2 separate regions of the Triticum aestivum genome follow, and region 1 is linked to region 2. Evidence: chromatin contacts called from public Hi-C data. All regions are on one chromosome and are shown on one strand. The core of a region is the stretch at or near the end of the contact, and the rest is flanking DNA. Distances in the headings are between cores, read along the strand shown. Region 1 holds the start of LOC123111024 (RNA-binding protein Y14A). Region 2 holds the start of LOC123110998 (transcription factor MYB61).

Region 1 (3,617 bases), core at 667-3,166, 870 kb before region 2:
ATTGCACGCTTGGCTTGCTCAAAGTTCTCATACTCAATTAGAGCATATCCCTGCATAGGAGAAGGGAAGCCACACAAATATTAAGGAGGGGATAAGAAAGGATGCAAGCAAACCCTGTTCTTATTCTATGGATGACAAACTATGATGCCTGTCTTACTCATAATTAAGGAATTGCCCGAGGATTTCACAAGTGCAAACTAGAAAACAAAACTAAACCGAATGGCATCTCCACAAAATTGAAGGACTAAAGGTGGTAGGAAGCATACCTTCACAAATCCAGTCCGGCGATCCAAATTCAAATGCAAGTTCTTGACCTGCCCATAATCCCCGAAAATATTATGGAGGTCCTCCTCCTGAGCTTCTTCATGAACTCCAGTAACCAGTACAATCCACCCTTCAATGGCTGTACACAAGGAAAAAGCATACAAGAAATTAACTCCATTAGTGACAATTCCTGCTAGGAAATACACATTGAAAAGGATTGTGTCCAGAAATGCAGTTGTACTTATTTAGCTACTAATAGTATTTTTTTGATTCAATGTTTTATACAAAGCAAGCTTTGGTATGAGCAGAAAATAGCAACGGGAGTATGTCATATGCAACATTTTGCTAATAGAACTCAACAGAAGTTGAGAGTAAACATATTCAAAGGTTTTGTGGATGTATGTCAATCAAGCACCATCAATTGCATTATCCCCGGTACCACACATCACTCCAATCAGAATAAGCGGGAATGCTGGCTGGAAAGACAGAGAAATAGAATAATGAGAATCATATGGTCTGCTTGGGAAGATCAGGGAAGAAAGCTCTAAGGTTTCCCTTCCTGCATTCAGAGCTTATCAATTCGTAGCAGCTTATTGGAGGAACTGAAGGTTTAGGTGACTATCAATTTAATTATGTAATGAAAAAATAATACAGAAGGCAACACCCTAAGTCATGCCCGTTCACATCACAAGAAGTAAGATAGCCACAGCTTCAATCAAAGAACAACCTCAGCAGTCAAGCTCATAAAAAAAAACTTCTTCGCAAACAAAAATTAATCATCCCAACAAACCAACTCACGGGCTGCAATTAAAAGTAACCCAAAGTCTCAAGCAGAAAACGAATCCTTTGGCGAACATCCAAAAAGAATTGTATTTATGCTCCACGCTGATCACTAACATGTAGGATGAAACGATTCAGAGATCTACACTAAAATCGTAGGTAAACAATCTTGGTAAACTATGAGCAAGCAGCAATTTCCAAACCCAAGGAAACAATCCGACCAAATCGCCCAAAGCATCCATCTGCACATCTACATTGCTCAAGAAAAAGGCCCATGGGCATCGGAAAAAACCTATCAAGACGGCATCTTTGCAGTGCCTTGACATTCAGATCTCGTTCCTCAAACAGCAAAACTAACACGATGAAGAAGAGAACATACTAGGTTACCAGACCTCCTACGCGAGCGTCAGACCACGCCGCCCTACCTGACTATCTTCTTATCGGGAAACACGGGAGGGAGGGACAGGGATGGAGACGTACAGCGCACGGGTCCAGGGCCGCCATCGGAGGCGAGGGCGTCGAAGCCAGAGCGGCCCGCGCCAGCTAACCGCGAGTCGCGGTGCGCGGACGAGGAGTTAGGGTCCTCGCGGAAGCCGCGCCCCTTGGTCTTACGCGGGGCATCGTCGTCGCCGCCGCCGCCCCCTGCGATGGTAGATCGGAGGCGGGGAGCGGGGGCGGGCGAGGGTTCGATGGCACCCTCCTCGTCCATGAGATCGTCGTCGTCGGAGTCGAAGTCGACTGCCTCCACGTCCGTGTTCATCGCCGCCGCCGCCATCGCTGCAGCCGCCGCCGGTGTTGGTTTTGGGTCTGGGTTCGGATCGGGAGGGGCGAGACCTACTGGGGTTTGGGCCTTCGGGGTTTGCACGTCGGGTTATCTTCTCTCTCTTTATTCAGAAACACCCTTGACATATATAGTACTGGAAACAATGCTAATCCCTACAAGAACACGGATTTGCTAGCAAAAGTAACTCTCTATTCCCTCCAAGTTTTCTTTAACATGGGATAATCGCATAGAGTGCAAATCTAGTGGAAACCGGACATTCAGCGAAAACCTGGAAACTTGATCTTGTATCATTGGATAAAAAATGTGCAATGCGAGAAGGAAGGATGTATAAATTGCAAACTGAATCCCGCAAGAATTCTCTACATCGATACGGAAACATCTTGAGGCTGAGTCGTCCCGTACCTTTCCACGATTCGATTTCCTTTCTCTTCCTTACCATGAGAATCTAGGGTTAGGAGACGAGCCTGCAAGCAGCGTGGGTGATTCCTCTCCAGTGATTGTCCCACCAATAGTAGCAGCCCTCCTTCGAGTGTTTCGTGTTGGGCCGACAGCCAGCGAGCGGTACGGATGATTCCTCTCTGGCGATTGTCCGGCCAACCGTGTCCGTACTCGACTGAGCGTTCCCCAGTGACGTCATACTGGATCTAGGTCCCCAAGTATGAGGATAGTTTTGTACCCTTCATATTTTCTACTTTGCCCCTTTCTCTTTTGTCACGTGGCTCATGTAGTTTTGTACCCTTCATATTTTCTACTTCGCCCCATTCTCTTTTGTCCCGTGGCTCATGTAGTGCTTCCCTCTTCTCTAGATTGGGCTAGATTTGCAAAGCAAATGAAGGAGGGGACAAAGTCGTGGCTCATTGGGTTGTCTCCTCCATGATCAACCCTTCCTTTGAAGGAAGAGTGCAAATCTAGTGGAAACCGGACATTCAGCGAAAACATGGGAACTTGATCTTGTACCATTGGATAAAAAATGTGCAATGCGAGAAGGTGATAACCTACAGGTATAGGGGATCGTTTGTAGTCTTTTTGATAAGTAAGAGTGTCGAACCCAACGAGGAGCTAAAGATAGAACAAATATTCCCTCAAGTTCTATCGACCACCGATACAACTCTACACACACTTAATGTCTGCTTTACCTAGAACAAGAGTAAAACTAGAAGTACTTTCCGAGAATAAAACTGTGAATAAATTGCAAGATAATAAAAGTAGTAGATAGCTTTTTGTAACACGAGAGAATGGTTTGTCCCTAGGCAATCGATAACTAGACCGGTAATCATTATTGCTATTTTATATGAGGGAGAGGCATGAGCTAACATACTTTCCATACTAGGATCATATGCACTTATGATTGGAACTCTAGCCAGCATATGCAACTACCAAAGATCATTAAGGTAAAACCCAACCATAGCATTAAGTATCAAGTCCTCTTTATCTCATACGCAATAACCCCCTTACTCGGGTGTAAGCTTTTGTCACTCTAGCCACCCACCATAAGTGAATCATGAACGTATCACAACACCCTACAACGGGGATCCCTCACGCTTGCACGACACGGAGGGCACCATAGGACAGCACCGAAATAAAATATACCAAACCAATCATGATCATCAATCAAACCATAGGACAAAACAAATCTACTCAAACATCATAGGATAACCACACATCATTGGATAATAATATATAGTGTTGAGCACCATGTTTAAGCAGAGAATTACAGTGGGAATAGAGAGGTTACACTGCTACATAGAGGGGGAGAGAGTTGGTGTTGATGACAGCGAAGTTGTTCGTG
Region 2 (3,597 bases), core at 37-2,536:
CATTGCTGTAGCCTAATTGCTGCTGGAAAGGAAAATACAGCGTTGGACCTGATGAACGGCAGCTTGATGGGCTCTCGTGACCAGCAGTAAGCTGGTCCAGGAACAACTCCTTTGCTGGCACCTTAGGTCGTGCCAAGCTTGGAGTTTCAGGGTGCTTCTTGTCATACACCGGCAGCAGCATTGACGATTGGGCTGTCTCGCTGAGGAGGTGACCGAAGTTCCCTTGAGCACCAGCGCTTGACGGGTTGACGTCACTGGAACCAGAGGTCCTCTCGGTGCTGATGGTGGGAGCTGCTCCACTGCGATCAGCCTCGGTGAGGGGCTTGTGGGTGTTGGGGTCAATGCCCTTCTGCCGCAGCTTCTTCTTGAGGGACGAGTTCCAGAGGTTCTTAATCTCATTGTCAGTCCTCCCAGGCATCTGTGCTGCAATTTGAGACCACCTTCTCATGGAAAAAAAAGAGGCGTATTAGTTGAATTATCAAGGTTTGCTCTGCAGTTACTAATGCTGAATTCTGTTTGGGTCCTCAGAGTGCAACTCTAGGCTTAAAATTCACCTGTTCCCAAGCACAGCATGGAGTTCAACGATGAGGTCTTCCTCGTCCTGAGCGAAGGCACCTCTCTTAAGGTCTGGCCTCAGGTAGTTTATCCACCTCAGCCTGCAGCTCTTGCCACACCTTTGGAGCCCTGCAGCAATTTACGAGGCAAATTAAGATAATTGGCCTGACTAAGAGAGGGAAGCCTTCTTAGGAGGAGAAGAAGGGGGGAAAGAATGGAAGTTTGTAACTGACAAGAGTGAAATGCAGAATATTAGTTTTTGCTCACCTGCAAGTTTAGGGACAGAGCTCCAGCAGCCATGGCCATGCTTGGTTATGTGGTTCATGAGCTTCTCATCCTCCTCAGGGGACCAGAGCCCCTTCCTCAGCTTCTGCTTGTAGCAGCACGAATGCCTCCCCATTTCAGTGCAATGCAGAGCCTGCGAGCTTGAAATTCGCAGACCCGACGAGGTTCGCGGAACTCACACAGCTTGCAATTGCTCACAGCAGAAGCCTCCTCTGGTAGCACGGAGCTTCTTCAGGAATCCATGGCTGAAGAAGGGGTGGGAAATGCAGAGGGGATAGTGACTTATATATGGAGAAATGGTTGCTGAGAGCAGAATTGAGCAAGAAGAGCAACAGTGTGTATGGTTGCAGATAGGAGATTTCAGTGGAAAGCAGGGAAAGGTTAGGGGGCACTCCTCTCCTTTTCTTTGCAGGACACCCCCCCTTTAGCACCTTCTTTTAAAGGTGGTGGTGGTGGAGGTGGTTGCGAGAGGGGAAGGGGGTGGGGGTTTAACCCTTCTTCTTCTTCTTCACTTTGGTTGCTTCCCGCTACGCGTGGGGGTACGTCTCGTCATCTCTCCTAAGAATCTATGTCTGGTGCCAAAACCGGTGGGGTAGCCGCCTTCACCGATATTTTAATGTCGCGGCCTTGTTTATGAAACTCTACATTCATCTGTTTCTTTGAGCACAAGCCAGTGAAAGTAAAACGGGTCCGTCTGCCTCTGCATTATCAGGAAAGGGACTGCTTGCTCCTGCTCCTCCCATGGCGAATGACCACGACCCCCCAGGGCAGCATTCAGTGTACACCACTCCTCCTCCTCCTGCTACTAGAAGCCTTGTCTTTTTATTTATGTTGCCTTCTTTTCTGCAGCTACTTCTACGTCACGAGTGTTCCATGCAGGGTAAAGCACACACACGGTTGGGGGAGGCGGCCATGTCCACCTTTCTTCTGCTGCTAATTAAAACTCATCTTTGTTAGCTGCTGCTGCTGCTGCTGTTCGTTCGTGCATGTGCACCTCGTTTTTCCCCCACCTGCAAGAAGATTTTATGTGTCAGACCCAAGAATTGTCCTCTATCTCCGTTGCTTTTCAGGTAAGTCACTGGATCACTTCTATGTGGGGGAAAAGCCATCGGCAATCAATCATCACAGTTGGGGTCCTGGGGAGAAAGAGGTGGCACCAGATGTTCGTATTCCAGGACAGAGGGCATCTCCCTTTTGTTTACCCGGAGCAGCAAGCTGCTAGCTAGCAATTTCCAATCAGAAATCTTTGCTTCTCCAATCCCGGACAGAGCACGTTGCCGCCGCTGAACCTGTCCGCGATCAGTGAAGAACCGGGCTTTCTATAATGACACAGGTACCAAGCATAATGATTTGCCTGCTGACTGTCGCTAGCCTCGTCAATGGATGATACGCCGATCATTGTGACAAGAGAAGAAAAAGAAAACTTTATTTTCTAATTTCCTGATACAAAATAGGTCCATAGGAGGGGGACAAATATTCGCGGCACAGTAGTATTCCCCAATGAGCCAGTCAATGCGCGTATTATTGTTCCCATCCTTGCATGTCCAATACAAAGGAGAGAGTTTAATCCATGGTTCCATGATTAGGATCGTAATGGCATCCTTGTGTGCCCATGTGATGGCCGATACTCGTCCCCATTAAACAAGACGCGGGGCGGGGACGAATCAAAAGGCATTGATGATTGGGCGTTTTATTTAGTCTGGTTTCCAGCTGATCGTCTTGTCCTTTGATTCCCCATGCAGCGGATCTCATCCGTTCTGGAGGCTTGCATTGTCTGTTCTGATAGACTCTTGTATGTGTATTGTTTATGCAGGTTTTTGGAGCAATTAGCACATCCCCGCTTGCTTCGTATCGCAACGATTAAAACCGACCGGTGCGTGTGCGTGCCCGTGGGGGTTAATGTCACCATCTGTTCTTCCTCCATGCAGGACTTGCAGTTGGGCCGAGATAAACCGACTTTTAGGTAACAACAACCTGCCTTTTGCTGGGCACTGCTCTAGATGTTCCATTCACTAATTTGTTGGCCTCAGCTTTTCTTCTCCAGCACCTTGAGGCAGGTGGAGAAAGCTCGCTCACTGGTACACTCCAGGCGACCATGCTGTCATGGTAAGGATGCAACTCTATGATATGACCTCTGCCATGACAATTGCGAAATTACGGCGTAATTCTGATCCTTCCGTCTGTATCTTACAGGTGCATGCATTATCTAGAAGGGGTGGAAGATAAGGGACGGCAGCGGCGTGGCGATTAGCAAGGCTGGCATTAGAAGATCACGGGGGTAGGGCGAGTTTGACGAATGAGCGGGAGGCATCTTTTCCGGGGTCCCCAACAGGACATAGGTCCACCCCCTCCCTTCCTACAGCACCACACAGGCACAGGCCCAAGGTGACTTGCTCGCCCACTTTTCAATTCATCCGTTTCAATTGGGTTTATGATAATACTATTGTTACGATCAGCATTATGCATGAGAGAGAAAGAGGAGAGAGAGAGGGGGAGAGGCGTTAAATTTGTGATGCATGGGTCCTGCCGTCCTGGCGATGATGAACGAATGATCGGTACAGCCGGGATTCAAGAGGGCTAAAAGAAGAGATCAGAACAGGACGGACGGCATCCCATAGTACGCCCGGCGGGCCCGTCGAAGCCAACACTGCTGCATGCGTACCTTTCGTCTCATTTCCTCTCCCCTCGTCTCCTCTCTAGTCTCTAGAAGAGAGAGAAAAGAATAGCGAGGAGAGAGAGAGAGAGTCGTAGGACACT

Evidence for each region. A called contact is a pair of places that touch in the nucleus more often than the background predicts.
Region 1: a contact with region 2 is called in a Hi-C map of an unstated tissue, with 9 times the contacts expected there. The contact joins the promoter of LOC123111024 here to the promoter of LOC123110998 in region 2. A contact is called at or near these places in 3 of 5 Hi-C or Micro-C datasets (leaf and an unstated tissue).

What each region holds. Positions count from the first base shown.
Region 1 is chr1B:116,838,495-116,842,111 of IWGSC CS RefSeq v2.1, reverse strand. LOC123111024 (RNA-binding protein Y14A) reads right to left here and starts at 1,916. Exons shown (of 4, transcript XM_044531685.1): 1 at 1,525-1,916; 2 at 267-403; 3 at 1-50. The coding sequence starts at 1,819.
Region 2 is chr1B:115,971,054-115,974,650 of IWGSC CS RefSeq v2.1, reverse strand. LOC123110998 (transcription factor MYB61) reads right to left here and starts at 1,286. Exons shown (of 3, transcript XM_044531653.1): 1 at 823-1,286; 2 at 555-684; 3 at 1-440. The coding sequence starts at 955. LOC123111005 (a long non-coding RNA gene) reads left to right here. Exons shown (of 10, transcript XR_006454026.1): 5 at 1,553-1,619; 6 at 1,690-2,173; 7 at 2,654-2,803; 8 at 2,871-2,946; 9 at 3,034-3,225.